Linked DNA regions of Zea mays: region 1 is linked to region 2. Evidence: chromatin contacts called from public Hi-C data. All regions are on one chromosome and are shown on one strand. Each heading gives the region's core, a stretch centred on a gene start, on an enhancer-like site or on the middle of the called end of the contact. The rest is flanking DNA. Distances are from core to core; before and after follow the strand shown.

Region 1 (5,033 bases), core at 1,435-3,934, 320 kb before region 2:
GACCGAGCTCCCCCTCGATCGTCTCCCTCGTGCGCGGTCTTGAGTACGTCCCAAATTTCCTTCGCACTTTTTAACCCTTGCACCTTATTATACTCCTCTCGACTTAGAGAGGCGAGGAGTATAGTGGTGGCTTGGGAGTTAAAGTGGTGAATTTGGGCCACCTCGTCCGAGTCGTAGTCTTTATCCCCTACGGATGGTACCTGTACACCAAACTCAACAACATTCCATATGCTTGTGTGGAGTGAGGTTAGATGGTGCCTCATTTTGTCACTCCACATATTATAATCTTCACCGTCAAAAACCGGTGGTTTGCCTAATGGAACGGAGAGTAGAGGAGTACGCTTTGAAATGTGGGGACAGCGTAGGGGGATCTTACTATACTTCTTGCGCTCTTGGCGCTTAGAAGTTATGGACGGCGCATCGGAGTCGGAGGTCGATGGTGATGAAGAGTCGGTCTCGTAGTAGACCACTTTCTCTCATCCTCTTGTGCTTGTCGCCCCTCCGATGTGACTTGTGGGAAGAGGATTTCTTCTCCTTCCCCTTCCCTTTGTTGGAGGAGTTCTTCTTCTCCTTCCTCTTGGTGCGGGACTCTTCCGATGAAGTGCTCCCGTGACTCGTAGTGGGCTTGTCGCCGGTCTCCATCTCCCTCTTGGTGTGATCTCCCGACATCACTTCGAGCGGTTAGGCTCTAATGAAGCACCGGGCTCTGATACCAATTGAAAGTCGCCTAGAGGGGGGGGTGAATAGGGCGAAACTGAAATTTACAAAATTAATCACAACTACAAGCCGGGTTAGCGTTAGAAATAATAATGAGTCCGAGAGAGAGGGCGCAAAACAAATCGCAAGCGAATGAAGAGTGTGACACGCGGATTTGTTTTACCGAGGTTCGGTTCTCGCAAACCTACTCCCCGTTGAGGAGGCCACAAAGGCCGGGTCTCTTTCAACCCTTACCCTCTCTCAAACGGTCCCGCGGACCGAGTGAGCTTCTCTTCTCAAATCAAACCGGGAACAAAACTTCCCCGCAAGGACCACCACACAATTGGTGTCTCTTGCCTCGATTACAAGTGAGTTTTGATCACAAGAACAAGTGAGAAAGAAAAGAAGCAATCCAAGCGCAAGAGCTCAAAAGAACACGGCAAATCTCTCTCGCTAATCACTAAAGCCTTGTGTGGAATTGGAGAGGATTTGATCACTTGAGTGTGTCTAGAATTGAATGCCTAGCTCTTGTAAGTGGTTGAGAAGTGGAAAACTTGGATGACTTGAATGTGGGGTGGTTGGGGGTATTTATAGCCCCAACCACCAAACTAGCCGTTTGGTGGAGGCTGTCTGTCGTATGGTGCACCGGACAGTCCGGTGCACACCGGACATGTCCGGTGCGACAGCCACGTCACCAGGCCGTTAGGGTTCCGACCGTTGGAGCTCTGACTGCTAGGCCCGTCTCGATGTCCGGTGGCGCACCGGACATGCACTGTGGAGTGTCCGGTGCGCCAGCATGGGCGTGCCTGACTTCTGTGCGCGCTGGCGTCACACCGGACAGTCCGGTGTACACCGGACATGTCCGGTGAATTATAGCGGACTAGCCGTTGTGAATTCCCGAAGCCGACGAGTTCAGAGTCTCTTCATCCTTGGAGCACCGGACACTGTCCGGTGTACACCGGACAGTCCGGTGAATTATAGCGCGACGACTCTGCGAATTCCCGAAGGTGCGGAGTTCAGCTTGGAGTTCCTTGGTACACCGGACACTGTCCGGTGGTGCACCGGACACTGTCCGGTGGCACACCGGACAGTCCGGTGCGCCCGACCAGGGTGCCTTCGGTTGTCCCTTTGCTCCTTTGTTTGAACCCTTTCTCTTGATCTTTTTATTGGCTTATTGTGAACCTTTGGTACCTGTAGATCTTATAGACTTGGGCAAACTAGTTAGTCCAATTATTTGTGTTGGGCAATTCAACCACCAAAATTAGTTTAGGAAATAGGTGTAAGCCTAATTCCCTTTCAGTAGTTCGGTTACCACCCAAACTACCTGAATTACCAAAAATACAAAAACATAAGGGCTTGTTCGGTTTAACCCAAATCCATATGGATTGAAGGGGATTGAGTCGGTTTTAATCCCTAGTAAGTCAAAATCCCTTATAATCCATACCAATCCCCTCCAATCCATATGGAACGGAAATAACCGAACAAGAAGTGGTTTGATGCAATATAAATATATTACTGGAACAAATCAATATAGATTTATGCTAACTTAATAATTGTTTTGTTGTTAATTAATATGAAGACATGATATGATTTAAAAACATTTGTTTGTTGCTTTAAATGCTACTAGAATTTTTAAAAATGGTTGAATTTGTCAATTTTGGGTATATCAAGTAAAACATGAATCTGAACCCGAAATATCATGTAACCAAAATCGTGGGTAATACTTTTTTAAAACAAAAATCAGATAACATTTTTTAATACCTGAATTTTCATTCACCTGAATTACCCAAACCGAATATTTCGGATAACCTAAGGATTAGTTTGGAAGTCTACAAACCGAAACAGATTAGAGAGACTAAAACTTTTTTTATTTAAAATTAAATAAGAATGTGATTCTAGCCTCTCAATTTAGTCCGTTTTTCTTTTTCTCTCAAACTAGCACTAATTGGTAAGATATAGAAAGTGCAACCAAACACCCTAATAACTTTACATATTTTATTCCAGGGACATATTCGCTACGGAAAAAAAATCCCATTATGGACGGCGACTGGTACTTTTTGTTCGCGGGGACGGCGACTGGTACTTTTTGTCGCTGCGGAGACGGGGAGTCTTCCGACTCTTCCCCAACGGGAATTCCTCATTCACATCCCTACGCACGAACGGAAACGCCCCATGCTGCGCTCGCAGTCTCGCATGGACTCCACCACTGCTGCTGCTACCGCGGCCGCGGCTGCGGCGCCGGCGCCGGTGCTGCTGGTGACGAACGACGACGGAATCGACGCGCCGGGGCTCCGCTTCCTTGTCGACCGTCTCGTCGCCGCAGGGCGATACCGCGTACTCGTCTGCGCGCCCGACACGTAAATGCTTTCCTCCTTCGTCTCGCGATCCCTCCCTTATCTGCTACTCGCTCCCTTGCGGTTTCCTGCTTGTTTGGTTGATTGGTCGGTGCCTTGCGTAGATTCTGCGGAAGGATCACGGGATTTACCCCGAGAGGACGTAGTAGGCTAGGAAAAAGAACTAGAATTGTGCTGGGATTTTTTTATCCTTTTCTCTTTCTGGCATTCTCGCCCAGAAGACGAATCAGAGGAATTTGGAATAACATGTTTCTATCGGTTTCACTTATTCTCTAAATGAGTTACAATATTTCCTTTTGCTTTCGTAAATTTCTGGATGTGTCTGCAGCAGATGACCGCTTAGTTGATGTTTTCCCTCTTGATCATTGCATTGGTATGAAAATTGTGGGTGCTAAATTTGCGGTAAAGAATTTAAGAAATAGGAAATACAAGTTTGGCCTTGAGAAGCAAAATTTATCAATTAATGTTTCCATGCAATGTTTACAGGTGTTTTCGGTATGACAAGTTTTTGTTTTAATAGAAGGCAGATGCCTGTGCATTGCTACGGAAGTCCCAAAATTCTCAACGCAACAAGAGCATGAAAAAATAGTGGATCCAAAGCCTCACAATTTTCAACGCAATAAAAGTTTGAAATAAACAGTGGGTCAAAATCAACAGGCAAATAAATTTTAACTCTGCTTAACAACATAATATTATGAGCCACATGGTATCACTATACCTCAAACGCATCAAATCACTGAATAGATACTAGCACAGAACCTCAGTATTTTTGCTACTCCTATCATTGATTGGTTATCTCTTGTACCTCCCAAAAGTATGCACAAGGGGATTTCAGAAAGTTATGTTGTTCATAACTTCATATCAGAAAAATAAAACCATGCATTTGTATATGCAGAGCAAGTAATCTATACAGACTTTTTTTTTCTCGAAAAAACGCAGGAGAACTAATATTGTCAGTATTTTCGAAAAAACGCAAGAGAACTATACAGACTCACACAAACTTGGATAAGAATTGCCATGGTAAGACTTCATGTATTCAGGATTTATGCTTGCCAGTCCAAAAAATATGAGCTTACTCTTGAAAAGTGAAGGGCAGTCCTGGTACAGTAGTGAGAGCTATCTCACTGAGTCATTAGGTCACGACTTCGAAGCATCATCTCCGTATTTATAGGAGAAAGGCTTGCCTCGGTTTTTTCCTTTCCTAAACTCCACTCGTGTAGGAGCCTCCGGTATTGGGTCTGCCCCCCTTTTTTACTAACTATTGAAAAGCAATATGTGAGGCATTAAAATTTGAGCTCTATGTATTTGTATACGTTTCTGGTAACTCCTGCATTAGTATAAAATAAATATGGTGAAACTACGAACAGATTAGACAAAAAAATGGAATTGAAGAAAAGTATTTTAAGCATTGTTTTATGTCTCTTTAAGGCAATAAAGCAGTGTGGGTGTGAGAAAAGATAACACAATTTAATGTCATATTTTGCCTTTTCAGCAAGCCTTGTTAAACAATAAAGGCCTCTTTATATCTTCAAAATTTAGGCACAACATCAGGCTGCTCTTCAGTACAATATTATCCAACTTCAAGTCCTGGTGGCTTATCCTCTGTTCTTAAGGCATCGCCTAGGCGACGCCTAGGCGTCCGGGCGGTGATCTAACGCCTAGGCGCCTTGCCCGCCTACCTCGCCTAGGCGTCCAGGCGGTGCTCCAACGCCTTGGACCGCCTTACCGCTTTAAAAACCATGGGCTTATCACAGAAATGAAGCCACATACAGGTACATGACAACAGGAATTACTCTGAACTCTGAAGAAGAATCTAAACGAGCAAGTTTAGTTACTCATAGTGACGATTGATGCTTATTGAAAGGGTGGTTGTCCTCAACACGGTGCTTGATAACAAAGCCATCACTTACTAAACCAGCTTGAAGAAAGTATTACTGCAAAACAATGATTATTTTGAGATAGGGACAGGTGGTTTGTTAGGAA
Region 2 (5,504 bases), core at 392-2,891:
CATCTTATTCATATACCTTTGACTAATTGCAAAAGACTATGAAAAGATTTTTACAAAAGAATTTGCAAAAACAAAACAAGTGGTGCAAATGTGGTCCAATATACTAAGTAGAAGAAAGCAATCCACTCATATCTAGTGAAATTATAGATTGGTTTAAATTCCAAGTAACCTATGCACTCACCTTATGCAAACTAGTTCATTTCTGCACTTGATATATTTGCTTTGGTTTGTGTTGGCATCAATCACCAAAAAGGAGGAGATTGAAAGGGAAATAGGGTTACCTTTTCCCACAATTAATTTTGGTGGTTGAATGTCCAACACAAATAAATGGACTAACTAGTTTGCTCTAGAATACATGTTTTACATGTGCAAAAAGGTTCAACACAAACTAATAAAAGATTCAAGTTAGGGACAAAAATAAACCGGAGCAAAGAATTGAGTGTGCTGTAGACTGGCGCACCAGACTAACTTGGACCAAGATATTGAGGAAAGCAACACCTCAAAAGAAGACATTAAGAAGATCAAGTGAAGTCCAAGAGAAGAATCAAGTGTTGCCTGCGGACTATCCGGTGCCTCACGCCGGACTGTCCGATGCACCAGGAATAGTAGCCCTAACGGCTAGTTCCAGGTGACACCGTGGAGGGAAGACCACCGGATTGTCCGGTGTGAAGTCCGGACTGTCTGGTGTATAAAGTCTACGCGCCAACGGTCACCTGCTCTGACAGACCTAACGACTAGGCGCACCGGACAAGGGCACCAGACTGTCGGTGATCCCACCGGACTGTCCGGTGCACCACAGAAAGCAACATCTTTCCTCCAACGGCTAGTTTTGTGTTGGGGCTCTATAAATACACCCCAACCAGTCATTTCCAGGTGTGGGAGCCCAAGAGACATACCAAGGCACATAGTTCACATTTCCAAGAGCTCATACACCCAAGTGCTTAATAGAATCACTTGTTGATTAGCGTAGGTGCTTTGCGAAGTGCTTAGGTTAGTTAGACCGCTCTAGCGCTTGCTCTAGGTGAATCCTAGTTAGTTGAGTGAGTTTAGATAAACCAAACAACCACTCGTCTCTTGCGCGAGCCGTTGTAATTGTACCGAGTGGGGCAAGAGTCTTGCGAGACCATGACAACCGCGTTTGTGTCACGACCGCCACCGTATACCGGAGGGAACGAGGCCCGCGACGTTTTCGGCCGGAAGCTCGATAGTGGAGACGACGGGGAGCGTCCGAGAGGAGCCGGAAGCGGAGCACCACTTGCGCGTGGAGAAGGCCCGCAGCTACGGAGTTACTCGATCGAGGTGCTTGGCCCTCGCGTGGGCTTCCCTTTGCGTAGGGACACCAACGAAGATTAGTCGGGACATTATGTGGTTCCGGATACCTCGGTAAAAATACCGGCGTCATCCACGAGAGTTTGCATCTCTACCTTACTATTTAAGTTTCCGCATTTATATTAAACATTTAAGTTTCAATCTTGTATTCATACTTATATAATGTAGATTGAAACTTAACCATTGCGGTAGAGATAACAACACTTAGACAAAACCTAGCTTGCACATTCTAGTTTGATTATTTGCATAAGTTTTGCTCTAAAGAATTATTTGTGATCTAGTTTAAGTGAAAGTTTTGGAAGTTCTAATTCACCCCCTCCTAGGCGTCTCCCAGTTTTCTACACTCATCGGTTCGACTCGGCTCGGCTCGGCTCGACTCGACTCGTTTGGTTTCAAGACCTATAATAACATATTGGGAACTAGGGGATAATGTCGTACTGAATTCGTGTAAATTATTATTATGTTAGGATAGAATAGAAATCATTTACTATTGGTAGGTATGATCCCATTTTCAACTTTTGTTGCCTGTTTGGTTTGTTGGTTTGGTTCCGCTCAGCGGCGTCGCTAGTTCGCTGCTGGATCCGCTAGTTTAACTTGGCCTCGTTCTCCCTGAGCCAGAATCCAGAGGCTCCGTCCTTCGGCTAGGCGAGATCACGTGTCTGAATCAACCAACCAAACCCTAACCCTTGCAGAGGCTGCGGATGAAGCCATCCACCGCCGGCGACGCCTCTGCGGCGGCGGCGGCGTCCTCTTCGGGGCCCTCTACCTCCGCGTCGACATCCGCGTCCACGTCTACCGCGGACGCCACCCACTACATCGCCAAGCGGGTGCTCCGGGGAAGCGCCGTGCTCCACGTCGCCGAGGGCTGCTTCCGCTCGCCCGACTCCGCGGACGTCGTCCTCGCCAAGGTTTGCTTTGCTCCCCACACTTTCACAGGAGAGATGGATTTTTTTGTGAGATCACCGGGGGATGAACTATCCCCACCTTTTCATTACCACAGTTTCTGTCAAAAGCCTGTAATGGTAGTTACAAATTGGGTCATGAGCCCATAGTTACAAAGCAAGAAAGGCCAGAAAGAGAGCACAAGCAAAACCACATACAATAGAACAACAATCACTAACAACCACAGAGAGAAGCAACCAAGCTACAGCTCCTAGAACTGAGGGTGGTGGATGGTCGCTGAATATTGCACCGCCAATAGACAAAACTCCGATAACCTCAATTCCACAGCCGATGACTATAAGGCTCTGAGCCAAGATGACAGACGACATCTTCTATCAATTTTACAATTTACATAATGCGTTTGCTGGTTCATGTTCCCTGTTTCATGTAACTGGGGTTCTGCTTCAGGAAACTTCACTGGAGTTGGTTGCTGTTGGTGATGATGGTGTTTTACAGTCAATATGTGAACAAGACATTTTTGGGATTATAAAAGATATTGGTGTATTGCAATGGCACTCTAGACATAATGGTTTAATTCCACAGGTACTTTTCCTTCTCACTACAGTCCGCAATCTTTTCAATGTTCTTTTGTACACAACACATCTGTGTCTAATTGTGTTTGGAAGTGAGTGATTAATTAATTGTTGATCTTTTCAGATAGAATGCAAAGATCTTCTGGTTGTCCTTTCAGATTCTGGAAAGCTTTCTCTTCTTTACTTTTGTTCTGAGATGCACAGGTTAGTTCTATTTGCCTCTGTTTTTAACTTTTATGCCTTTGTTCTCTGCTTGTTGGTACTAGATTTTGGCTCTTAAATGTTGTTTTTATGGTAATGCTTAGTCAACTGTATTTTATGCATCTAGCAGTATGTTTACTTTTTTCGAACACGCAGGAGAGCTGCGTATCATTATACTAAGAAGAAAAACAAGGTCCAAATTAGACCAGAACAGCCAATACAAACTACAGGCACCTCACGGTGGCCAGAAAACACCATACAAAAAGGGTTCCATTAAGAACTAAAGAGACTACTCACGCCTGGGACTGGAGCCAAGAGGAGGGAGAGGTTTTTAGCCCCTGCCAACTCCCAAAGCACTTTCTCATCATCTAGACTTTTAAAAGCAAGCACTATGCTTGGACAGTGTCTGTCAAAAACACATCCATTTATGTGGTTCCAGATTGTCCAAAAACCAAGAATAATAAAAGAATTCAGCCCCTTTGCAGCTACACCCTGCACATTATCAGCTATCTTCCGCCACCATTCCATTGCGTTCCCTTCACCTGGTTGTGGAGCAAGGCTTTGAAGGTTAACTTGCTCAAGCAAAGTGAACCAGAATTCTCTTGTAAAAACACATCCAACTAGAAGATGATTAATGGTTTCATGTTCTTGATCACAAAGAGGGCAACATTCAGGGTGATCCAACCCTCTTTTACGCAGTCGATCTGCTGTCCAGCACCTCCTAAGAGCAGCCATCCACACAAAAAATTTACATTTTGGTGGAGCCCAAGAGTGTCAAATTATTTCCCAAGGATCAAAAAGGGTTGATCCAAAAAATAGACCCTCATAGGCTGCCTTTGCTGAGTATTTGCCATTGGTGGCTACCCTGAACACATGTTTAACAGTTTGTAAGACGTCCTAGAGGGTAAGAAAATCAGAAATGACTCCTACGGTTAAGGTACATTTGATGTTTGAGATCCATTTCCTATCCAGTAGAGCGTCTTGCACCCTTCTACTATTGACTAGCCAGGCGTCTGTGCTTTGCTACGGTTTTTATATATCATATATATAAATAGGTATTGATATATTTATTCAAATATAATTATTGTTAATTTCTAAACACTAAGGTACGTGTGGTCTGGTGGTTAACCCCTAATTTCGGGAGCAGGGGCGTGGGTTCGAGTGCTCGCTTTGCACTATTTTTTGCGCGGTGTGGTAGCTGCGCGGGCGGGGTCGGGTGCTAGGCAGGCGCAATAGCTGGTTGCGCGGGTGCTGGGGGTCCACAGGGTAGTAGCTGAGAGATCGTTGCACGGGCGATGGGTGTGGGGCCCACAGGGTTTGGTGCCGAGGCGGGGCGCGTGGGGCGGGTCCAGAGTATCAGCGCGGAGGGTGAAGCCGTGGTAGCACCAGGTGCCCACATTAGGTTCTTAATAGAGTAGTATAGATTGCTCGCCGAGGTATAGTAGCAAACAGACGTGGCAGAAGGTCCTCAATACATTTGCCTAGAAGCCATCGATCTTTCCAGTAAAAAAAAGTTGAACCACCATTGCGAATTTCAGTGACAACAGCCATATGGAAGAAGGTTGTCATTTTCTCAGGAATTTGCAACGGGAGGGGCGGAGGGCAGACCAAGGCTTTCCAGGCTCTGTTTTTGACAGCCATAGCCATCTTGAGAGCCCAACCAAGCTCTTTGAGACTGAAAAGGCCGACAAACTCTTCCCCAAACAATGCCTCCCCCCCCCCCCCCCAACATCTTTTGTCCGACGCCAAAGGAAACCTTTCCTGATTCTATCAATAGCTCTTAAAGCCCACTGCGGTAGATCAATTGCCATGGCGAGATAAATCAGCATCCCTGTTAGCACAATCTGGACTTGAACTCGACGTCCAGCTCTATTCATGAAGTCGGCTTTCCATCCCTCTAATTGCTCCATTATCTCGTAGTGTGCTATATTTTATGTAAAAAATCCAAGAGGTATTAGTGAAGGTTAAAATGATTATGGGTTCCAGTTTTAGGAACTAAAACTAGCAAATTACTTTCACTATCCAACCCTACTGTTTATAGTTTTCTTATTATGCTGACCTTATGAGGTGCCGGCTCACCTATATGTTAGCCCTCAATTTCATGCTCTTATCTCCCAGTCCAATTTCTTTTCACAAAATCTGGGATCCATGTGGCGTCCGCTTTGCTTTCTACATGTCAATGACTCAAGGGGCAAGCACAAGACTGCTGGTGGAGTTCCAGTCGAGACAGTTTTCTGCCGAGAGAGCATATATAATTATTTGTGTAAGAGGTGGGTGGCGAGTTTGCCTACAACCTATCTTCGTGGGATAAAATGGTTCAGGATAAATGCATATGATAAACCAGATGAGACATTACATCACTACCAATGGTTCAGGATAAATGCATATGATGGGTGGCGAGTTTGCCTACAACCTATCTTCCAAAGATCTGATAAACCAGATGAGACATTACATCACTACCATGGGCTCTTCCAAAGATCTGATAAACCAGATGAGACA

Evidence for each region. A called contact is a pair of places that touch in the nucleus more often than the background predicts.
Region 1: a contact with region 2 is called in a Hi-C map of leaf, with 6 times the contacts expected there. The contact joins the promoter of LOC103632103 here to the promoter of LOC103632101 in region 2. A contact is called at or near these places in 4 of 25 Hi-C or Micro-C datasets (bundle sheath, leaf, leaf mesophyll and 1 more).

What each region holds. Positions count from the first base shown.
Region 1 is chr7:17,804,045-17,809,077 of Zm-B73-REFERENCE-NAM-5.0, reverse strand. It overlaps LOC103632103 (5'-nucleotidase SurE), which reads left to right and starts at 2,684. Exons shown (of 9, transcript XM_020540888.2): 1 at 2,684-3,053. The coding sequence starts at 2,869.
Region 2 is chr7:17,483,748-17,489,251 of Zm-B73-REFERENCE-NAM-5.0, reverse strand. LOC103632101 (splicing factor 3B subunit 3) reads left to right here and starts at 1,641. Exons shown (of 15, transcript XM_008653953.3): 1 at 1,641-2,237; 2 at 2,680-2,814; 3 at 2,929-3,008. The coding sequence starts at 2,031.